2 separate regions of the Gossypium hirsutum genome follow, and region 1 is linked to region 2. Evidence: chromatin contacts called from public Hi-C data. All regions are on one chromosome and are shown on one strand. Each heading gives the region's core, a stretch centred on a gene start, on an enhancer-like site or on the middle of the called end of the contact. The rest is flanking DNA. Distances are from core to core; before and after follow the strand shown.

What was found. Hi-C and Micro-C count contacts between places; a contact is called where the count stands out from the background.
Region 1: a Hi-C map of leaf shows a contact between it and region 2, with 2.7 times the contacts expected there. The contact joins the enhancer-like site here to the promoter of LOC107961678 in region 2. A contact is called at or near these places in 15 of 34 Hi-C or Micro-C datasets (anther, callus, fibers and 3 more).

What each region holds. Positions count from the first base shown.
Region 1 is chrA06:37,624,106-37,629,281 of Gossypium_hirsutum_v2.1, reverse strand. No RefSeq gene overlaps it. Among protein-coding and RNA genes, the nearest start is that of LOC107961677, 8.6 kb to the left of the region's middle. Within about 2 kb of position 3,776, at least 8 of the 9 cell types and tissues checked have an H3K27ac peak or open chromatin away from gene starts, as enhancers often do. A contact at or near this core is called in fibers, hypocotyl and leaf, where this site is marked.
Region 2 is chrA06:37,581,555-37,587,281 of Gossypium_hirsutum_v2.1, reverse strand. LOC107961678 (protein WVD2-like 6) reads left to right here and starts at 4,007. Exons shown (of 9, transcript XM_016897756.2): 1 at 4,007-4,395; 2 at 5,316-5,558. The coding sequence starts at 5,319.

The sequences.
Region 1 (5,176 bases), core at 2,527-5,026, 42 kb before region 2:
ACAAACTTTTCCTTCCAAAATTCCAAAAGCCAACTACGATAAAAAAAATTAGCAATAAATTAAAATATAAACATATATAATATACAAATTATTATAACAAACAACAAAAACATACCTTAAAATTATCACACTTCCTCCCTAAAACTCCGACACAAACAAACCTTTCCTTCCAAAATTCCAACACATAAATAATACCATTCTTTTTCTTCCTCAATTTCAAAATTGACTTGAGGGAGGGGGACCCTTGGTACCTTATATAAGCCAACGGGACCAATTGGTCAGAGACTCCCCCAACCCAACTTTTTTTTTTTTTAGTTTTTTCCTCTCTTTTCTTTCTAGTAGGCCATTTTAAAAAAAAATTAAAACTGTATTGCTAATGTGTCAAACAACACTAATAAAAAATATTTTTTCATATTTTTAAACTACCGTATATATAACTAAAAATATATGTATATTTAAAAATACATATTGGGGCTACCACTATATCAAGTGGCACCAATAATTTTTTAAAAAAAATAATAAAATTACGTGGTGATTAGGGGAAAAGTAGGATTGTACCACCAACCAGTTAGGCAGCATCAATATGCACAATAGAAAAAACATTTCATTTTTATAATTAATCTGTTTTTCTTATTTTTATATTTAATTATTTTTAATATTATTTTCATATAAAAAAAACTGCAATTTTGTAAATTGAATGATATTTGTTTAATGGATTTAATAAATTTCCTCCTCTCTTTATTCCTCTTCTTTTTGGTCTCTCATTCTTCTCTCTCTTTTTTTTCCCTCTTTTATGGTTGCTTCTCTAAGTTATTATTATGTGACATAAACGAATATGTAAGTACCACATTTTAAGAAAACGTTAAACTCTTAATATTATTTGACATTTTGTTTTGAAAAATCAGATTGGCAGCAGATTCAGATTTCCATTAAAATTTCAAGGGTTAGATTTATACTTAATTTGCACCCGCCTTTCTTTTAGTTATATAATCACTTATAACATATATTTTGATGTTTTTTTTTGTTTTTTTTATTTCTGAATTAATTATTTAACATTTATTTAAAATTTTAGATTAATATATATTTATATATTTATATATTACATTACTCGAATTGTTACAACACCTTATCCGACTCATGTATCTCTACGGTAGCGTACACTATCGATGATACCTTCACATGCCAAATGTTGGGATTCACCAGGAATTCAGACGGGATGCATTCCCGAATTGTCAGATTCTCGCATGGCGTCCATACAAACTATATTAAAATAATAATAAAAAATAAGTTATATATATACTATTAAATCTCAAATCAAATACTGTAATAAAATAATTCAAATTTAAAAAAAAATACTTACCTCCGTTTCAGATCGTTGGTCTAACTGAAGCTATATATCTAATGAATTTGTTAATAGAATAATTTAAACTCCGCTTCAGAATACTTACCTCCGCTTCAGATTGATAGTCTCATGTAACTCAGCTCATGATTCCACCTATTGAAATAATTTGTTAACAGAATAATTTAAACTTTAATTTTTTTTATCATGGTAAATAGATTATCTAATGAATTTTACCTTGTTACGAGTGGGAACATGTAATGGTAGTTTGTTTTAGGACGTAAAAATGGCAACTGATACCGCGCCCATGACTACAATAATATCATGCAACCACCAATTTTAATTTTTCATGGTTGTGTCTCTTGACACATCTCCCGGTACAAGGTCGCCAACACGGTAGACCCCCAACTGAGTTCGGCCGCTTCTCTAAAGTTGACGAGTTTCAGTAGCCGCCTTAAATGGATGAGATTTCATGACTTATCTGACATTAAGATACCCTTAATTATCATAAGGATGTAAGCCCAAGCGTGTTGTTCTTTTTCGACTTCGGTCGAATCCTCACCAAGCTCATCAAAATTTCTTCTTAACCAAGTCATTTCTATCTAGCCTCTAAAAATTGTCTCTGGAACCAACTCTAAAAGTTCATCGCATACAGCTTTCCAATCGACATGAATAGTCTTAGTCACTACGAACCCATCCATTGGTAGCCTGAGCTGTAACTGCACATCCTCCAGAGTGATAGTTTACTTGTCACATGAATGATGAAAAATGTGTGTTTCGAGTCTCCACCTTTCCACCAACGTGCTTACGAGTGTCAGGTCCAACTTACACTCCTTACCTACAAGGGTCACATGCGAAAAACTAGCTCCTTTCAAGTACGGTTCGATTAAGGATGATTGAGGAGCGAGTAGATTGAATTTGGAGATAATGTTAAGATAGTTTAAATAAAATAAATAAAATTGAGAGAAAAAAATTGTAAATTTAAGTGGGAATTGAGAGGAATTTGAGAAAGAATTAAAAATGTGAGAGAGTTGAGATTAAATTGGAAAAAAATGAAATAGGGGGTTATAGTAAAAAAAATTGACCTTTTGGGTGGGGGAATGACTAATTAAATAGTCGTTTTCTTTTGGACCGTTGGGGAAAAAGACTTTCAGCTGAAAACATTTTTCAAAAATTATCTATTCTCATAATTTTTTTTTGACATTTATTGGTAAATTAGTCATGGTTTTTGGCATTCATAATTCTGAGATTTTTCGTTTCGTTAGAATTCCTCCATCCTTGAACTTCAACGATGAAGGATGATGGAGATGATAGTTTGGTGGGTGACCGAAATACTAAAAAGGTTCATTTCAAATCAAAGGTCTTAATTTTGATGTGGAGAACGATATGGTTGTAGATTCGCACCCTGTGCAGGGAGTCTTTTAGAAAGATAAGGTCTTAGCTAGAGGGACTGATGATTCTGATGGTGAAAAGGGGTTTGAATTTTTAGAAGGTGACATAATGAATTCTTCTGTAAATGGAATATCGGTTATTAGTTTTTTCTGAAAAGATTCAATAGATTTTGGTGAGAACATGGCATCCAAAATGGTGGTAAAACTTCTAGGTAGAAATATTTCCTATACCTTATTACAAAATAGGATCCCAGTAGCACGATGATGTGGTTTAAGCTACCTGGTCTATCGAGATTTCTCTACAAGCGAAAAAATCTTAGAGGAAATTGGGGGCTTAATAAGTACCGTTTCCAACCTAGATTTTCAAATAGATAAAGGTTTGAGGGAAAGTTTGCCAGGATGGCCATATGTGTCGATCTTAAAAAATCGTTGGTCTATTAGATAATGGTAAACAAAATGGTACAGAGAGTTGAGTTTGAGTCACTCCCACATGTGTGTTTCGGTTGCGAACGTTTTGGCCACATGAGGAAGCTTGCCCAGGTAATTTAGTTTCAAATGAAATTTGGGATGGAAAATGAGAAGATAGATGAATCCTCACTGGAGTTAGAAAAAGTGGTGGAGGCGTCAGAGCTTTTTAACCCTTGGATGCTTATTGAGAGGAGACCACGGCGGAATCTTAGGGCTAATCAGAATAACTTTGTAAATCCGACCAAAATGGCACTATGATTTCTCTTGGATTAAATCTACCTAAGATTGGCATAGAGGTGAATGATTTTTATAGGGTGAAGTTCAGAAAAGGATATTTTTTGAAGGTAAAAATGTAGGATAAAATTTCTAGGTCTAAAAATGGAAGTGGAGAAAATTCTGATTGTACTAACTACTTTAGCACGTTGGAGCAGTTACGTCTAGAGGGACTAGAGTTTTTGTGTGGGGTCGAGAAATAGCTAGAATATAGGTTAAAAATGATGGGCCTAGGGGAGAAAATAGACTTAGAAGTCTTTAGGCTGATTTCAACTATTCCTTTAGTTGGACAGTAGAGCTTTGCCATGCAAATTGGGCCAGGTCACGTCATCTCTTCAGTTGGGTAGCATAGGCCTGCATTACCAAATGGGCTAGCATACTAGAGTCACCCTCAATTTGTAGTAACTAAGGTTTTTTACAATACAATACAGCGCCTAATACTTTGTTGTCTTTGTTTATAGTAACTCTAATAGTCAAAAACCAATGAGACTATGGAGTGTTCTGAAGGATTCTATTCTAAACTACAACTCTCTTTGGATGGCAGTGGGAGACTTCAATACTCTTTTAGCCTCTATTGAAAAGAAATGTGGGCGAGTTAGTGGTAAAAGATGTACTCTTTTTGGGGAATTTATGGAGTCTTTCAAGATTTATGACTTGGGTTTCAAGGGTGCACCCTTTACTTGGTTTAGAAGTGGTGTTTTTGAGCATCTTGATAGAGCTATTGGAAATGACGCTTGACTGGCATCTTTCCTGAATTGCTCAGTAACTCATCTTCCAAGGCTTAAATCTGATCAAAAGCTTCTTCTTATTTCTTTACGACCTCGTCTTCATTCTCCTTTAGGTAGGCTGTTTCACTTTTTAGCAGGATGGGTTGAGCATGTTAATTTGCGTAAATTTATTAAAAACATTTAGACTTTCACTGGGCTTATGTCCACCTTGATATCTAATTTTATGAGTCTTTTAAACGATTGGAATAAGAAGGTGTTTGGTCACATTGGTTTCCTGAAAAAAAGATTGATTCAAACTCTGGAAAATATTCAAAGAGAAATGCATTATTCACATTCTGAACCATTATGTCAAAGGGAGTGGGCGGTTAAGGAGGAATTGGAATATGTCCTGCACTATGAGGAGCTCATTTGGAAACAAAATACAATGTATGATTGGTTTTCTTTAGGGGACTGAGATGCAAAATTATTCTAGATACATACCCTTAAAAGAAAGAATCAGAACAAGATAACGGTTTTAAAAAATAATATGGGAGTCTGGATTTTTTATGAGGAAGAACTACATCATGAGGTGATTTGTTTTTTCAAAAATTTGTATGGAGAGACAAGCAATGTCGAGGGGTCTTCCTACAAGTTCTTTTCTGAAACTTGATGATAATGGGATTAACTTTTTGAGCAAATCGATTTCTAATGAGATAAAGTCTGTCACGTTTGATATGGGCCCTTAAAGGCTTCGGTGAGTGGCAGATCTCATACCCTTTTCTTTCAGAGTCAGTGGGATTGTCCTAGAGAATCGGTCTGTTCATGGGTCAAGAAAATCTTTGCTAGAGAGAGGATTGATCCGAAACTCAATAATTCTCTAATCATCCTTATTCTAAAGATTCTCAACCTTCAGTGTTTTTCACAGTTTTGGCCGATTAGTTTGTATTCAGTCTTTTTAAGTTGGCAATGAAAATCATCGTTAATCGATTTAAGCTGGT
Region 2 (5,727 bases), core at 2,758-5,257:
ATAATATAGGACCCATTATCTCCAATAGGCTTAATATGTGCTGCTTGAATCAGTCTCCAAAGAGAAAAAAAGAGTACTCTCCCTGGTAGCAAAGTTAATGACCTTCTCCCCTAAGAACTTTCCCACCATACAAAGATCATTGTTGGTTTCATCTACCTGAGCCTTATTTGGAGCTAGAACAAACTCCACCTCTTGTCTAGAACCGTTAGTCTTCGAAACTCTACCTCCATCAAAACTAAAACCAGAAACAAAAACAAAGGAAATGAAACTTACAAAAATAACTTGGCTAAGCAATACTAAACATGCACACTAGGCATGAAAAACTTACACTCAAAGGCCAAAAAAACGAGAGCTAGAGACAAGACGATTTGGTGTCTTTTTACTACACTATCATGATCTCCTCTTATTAATTTATCTTATTTTGTCAGATAATTTGAAGCTTAATCTATTTCTTTAAATGTTTTTTTATGCTTATAAAATACAATAATTCATAATTATTTTTCTTTTTATCAATAATTTATCTAACTAAAAAGCAACAACAAACAATTTATGCTTAAAAAATTTCTAAGTTTTAACATTTTGTAAATTTTTAATTAAATAGGATATTGAATCTTACTAATTTTAAAATAAAAAGGGAAAACAAATTGATTCAAGGTGAAGATATCTCTTCCAAAAATCAATGTATTAATGACTTTTATTTTATTATTTTTACCTCTCTTTGGGGAAAATTCAAAAAGATTTTGCTATAATGTTTAATATTAATTTTAAAACTATCATATAAAATTCAAGTGTTTGGATGAAAAAATTTATTGTTTTTTAGATTCTTAAAATGCTAATATTTTAGAATTATTAATTTAAATGTTAACATTTGCAATTGAATTGTTTGAATAAATAATTGATTTAAAAAAAATTAGTTATTGGAATTTTATAAATTAAAAAATTAAAATTAAAAATTATTATATTAATAAACAATATAAAAAATTTAATATGGATACATTATGTAAAAAAACATAAATAGTATGAATAAAATAAAATTTAAAAAAATATTTATTAAAATTCAATAAAAATGATTTTAAAGTTTAACTTTTTTTAATTTACAAGGAATTTTGAAATAACTAACTCTTTAGGCCAGCTATTAAAATCATATATTTTGAAATTCTTAACAAATTTTAGAATTTTCTAATATATTTACTCAAACAAACAATTTTTTTTTAAATTTTGAAAACTTTGATATAAATGAAGGTCCCGATAATATTGAGACATTGGGAGTTTTGATGTTTTAGGTTGGAGTATTCTTATGCTACATATCAAGTGTAAATTCTTTCCAATATTTATTTTAAAGTTAAATTCGCCATGCATGAACCCTATTTGGATTAACACTTATCTAAGTTTAGATGAATTTAAGTTTAGATCAAATTTGGGTTTTGAGTTATTTTATGTTAGTCTTGTTTTGGATTCGAGATATGTTTTAAGGATTGAGTTTTTTCGAATCGAATCTTTAGGAATTCATATTGTTTCTAATTCTTGTCACTTGAGATTGAGTTATTATATGTTTGGTTTGAATAGATTTGAATTGTTAACTTTTTATCATTAAATCAAATTAGGTCAAATATAAAATTGAATTAAATTCTTAAATTTAAGTAAATATTTATCAGGTGAATGTTAATTAAAGCCTAATATTATTTTTAGAAAATTATCACAGCTTCAAAATTTTGTTTTTTTGGTGAAATAAAATAGTGATTCTATCAATAGTCAAAACCATAACAGAACTTATAAGTTGAGAGGAGTGTAACATACCATAATGGCAACACTAGCAAAGGAAGTTTAAGTTAATTACAAACAAGAAAAGACACAAGATCAAAGAAAATCAAATTGGAAATGTCATTCATACCAATCTTTTGTTTCTAGCCATATACACCCATCAAGAATAAAACACTATAGGAAGGTAAAAGATTTTGATTAAATTGTTGCATTCTCTTCTCTTCCCATCTCGAAAAAAACCAGTTGAGGAGATATATAACCAGTCATAACTGCCATATTTGTAGTGCCAAAAAACTATTAGACATGCACCACTTTAATCAACTGTTGATAGCAGTATCCTAAATTTATCATTGTGGATAATTAATTCCAATAAACTTTGGTGACAATGCTAGAGGTCCCAAAAAAAATTCCTTCCACATTGGTGATGCATAGAAACAATCTCCAAATGACCTCACCTCCTTCATAAATTCCCCAAAACGGAAACTAAAGTACCAACTAAGAAAAATAGACATTAAAGTTACAACTAAATAATACCACCATGGCTTTCAAAAAAAGCAAAATGGATCACAGCTTTTAGTAAAAGCTGAGTAATCTATTAATAACAGAGCAACGCATTGATATCGTTACTTCTTTAAGAGAGAGAAGAACAAACATTATTTATAACTAGCAATCCTATTATACTCATATGGATGTGTAAATCATATTTTAAAACACAAATGTGTGTTTAAAATAATATTCAATAAATAATGAAACTTATGGTAAATTTAAGGTAATAAAATGTGCATATTAAAATAAAAACGTATAAAACACATGAAAATGAAATTTTAGTTGAGTGGTAAATTTAAAGTTTTATCCTATTATAAACGTATTTTTATTAGTTTTTGTTAAAAAAAAGACTAAAGTACCTTGAAATAATATAACTTATTTTAATTACGGAAGAACATTTCCATAATTTATTTTAACCGAGTTGTTGTCCACATAATTCGCGATACCAACTTAGTCAGAGACTTAATTAATAGTATAGATACACAAATTTCGTAGCAAACATTTTATGTTAAAATTTATTTTTTAAAAGTTTACTAAAAAATTATTAATGAAATAGTGATAAAGAATTTATTTATAAATCTATTAAACATAGGTTCAATTCCTAGACACGTTAATTTTAGTTCTTTTATTTAAAAATATCTAAAAGTATGAAAAGACAAAAAGATTATCAAAATAATAATAACAGTCATTCACTAAAAAGGTATATTAGTCTTTTCATACCTGAGTTAGTACCAGATTAACTTGTGATACCAACTCAGTTATAGGTTTTATTAATAGTAAGTAAAGATATATACAACTCATGAATGTAATAAATTGTACATATTAAAATAAAAATGTATATTATTGATTAAAATGAAATTTTGGTTGAATAGTGAATTTAAAATTTTACTAAATCAATTGATGTGGGTTTAAATCCCATCATAAGTATATTTTTATTTTTATTTGTTAAAAAAATAAAAGGACTAAATAGCTCTCAAATAATATAATATATTTTAATTACGAAAATATATTTTTATAATTTCCTTAATTAAGTTGGTGTCCAATTAACTCGTGACACCTATTTGATCATAGGCTTTATTAATAGTAGAAAAATACTTTGCTTAGTTAAAAAAATGAAAATAAGAGAATTAAAAACAAAAGAAAAAATTACACCGCTAGTCATTCTAAATATAGATTGTTCCTATTTTAGTTATTCACAAATTTTTTTTGATAATTTTTTTTTATAGAAGAAGAAGACCATCAGTGGCCTTAAGGCCTATTAGTCCATACATACGAATTCCCAATTTTATCAACTAATAACATCTTCTTAACATTATTCATAGATAAGTCAAATATGACTAACTCTAAAGCATTCTCAAGATAAGTTTTTATTATACAATTAGCTACTCTACCATTAAATGGTAATAGAAGATTAATAATGTGTTTATAAAAAAAACCAAAATAAATATCATCCTTATTTAAAATGAGTGATGGGTGATTTAGTCTAATTTTAGGGTAATTAAAGTGAAATTATGGTTAATGTATTTTAAGTTACACTTTACTTTAAACAAAATAAAACCTCCAACGAGAAAAGTTAGGAAAAAAGTTAGAAAAATTAAAAAAAGAAAGTAAAAAAATTTGTTTTTAGTAGCGAGAATGAGATAGAATGAAATCAGTGTTAGTTGATTAACCATATGTAAACTCTCTGAAATTCCGGTAAAAAGAAAAAAAAAAAAGTAAGGTACAAAAACTGTATTTTAATTAAGAAAACCGTATTTTCGTAACCGTATTTTATTGGGACAGTACATCAAATCATTTTCTCTGTGAAAGAGTGTGGCCTTGGAAATTGATTTGAAATCCGCTACTATAAAAGACCTTACAGCCTTCAAAGAAAAATAGAACCCAAAAAAAAAAAACAAAAAAAAAATCATATTCCCAAATTATTTTATTTTATTTTATTTTTTTTAAGATCCTTACTGTTGGAGTACCCTAGAGGCTTTAATCTACACTGTTTAATTTATTATCTTTCAGATCCTTTCGATTTTCCTTTACTTAAATTCTCTTCATTCACGGATTCATGAAGTTTTGATTTGTCGCACGCTTTACGAGGTAAGGAAGTAAATTAGTTCAAAACTGCTTTTTTTTTTCAGAAAATAAATTGTTGCTTGTCTGTTTCCTGAGAAAGAGTGAGATTTTCATGTTTGATTTTAGGTAAGAGTAGATCAATGTGAAGAGAAATGCATTAAGCTGTTTAGTTGATGTTGAAGATCTCTGTTCTCATTGCAGATTTGCTCTACTTAAAAATCTATTACTCGTTTTTTTCACTACTTTGGTTAGTGTTTATTGTTTGTTTGTTTCCTGAGAAAGAGTGAGAATTTCATGTTTGATTTTAGGTAATAGTAGATCAATGTGAAGAGAAATGCGTTAAGCTGTTTAGTTGATGTTGAAGATCTCTGTTCTCGTTGCAGATGTGCTCTACTTAAAACTTCTAGTCTAACTCGTTTCTTTTTTCTTTTCACTAAGTTGGTTAGTGTTTATTGTTTGTTTGTTTCCAGAGAAAGAGTGAGGATTTCATGTTTGATTTTAGGAAAGAGTAGATCAATGTGAAGAGAAATGCATTAAGCTGTTTAGTTGGTGTTGAAGATCTCTGTTGTAATTGCAGATTTGCTCTACTTAAATCTTCTATTGTTACTTAACTTTTTCACTAATTTGGTTCCGCCTTTTTTCTACTGAGCTACTTCTGATGTTTACTGCTAGATTTTTGTTGATTTGTGGTGTGCAAGTATAAGATCTAATTTACTGCTTCTTGAAGCAACAATGAATATTATAGATGTGATTAATATTTCTGGAAATCCAAAATTGATCTCTTTTTGAGGTTGTAAGAGATGAACGTTGATAGCCATTGGAAATTAGTATATATAGTTTATTCTTGTTGTGAAGGTTTGAGGAATTTAAATTTGTTAAAGTGTTAATTCCCTTTCATTGTTTTCTAATTGCGCTTATACTAGTTTGTTTTGTTCGTTTTACAGAGTATGATGGATTCTGAAGATGTCTTGCCTGTTGAGGGGCTTGAGGTTGCCCTTCAAAATGGTGTTAATAGGAAACTTCAGGTGTCTGAGGACGACGATGGTTTTTCAGATAATGTGACTGGGAATGTTGAGAAAACTTTGGAGACTTGTTTGCAGAATGAAATGGATGATAATGGAATAACTAAGGAAGATAGAGAAGGAATGAGTGGCTTCGTGGATAGCAATGGATTGATTGATTCTAAGGTAGTAGGTCTTACATTCTGTTTGGGTGTTTTTATTTAGTGTTTATATTTGACGCATTGAAAATGTGTCAACTACCAATAAGCTGATGATGACACTTTATTAAAAATGAAGTTAAGTAGATTTATTTTAAAATTTTGTGGTGATGTGGTATCATCTGGTTTATTCACAA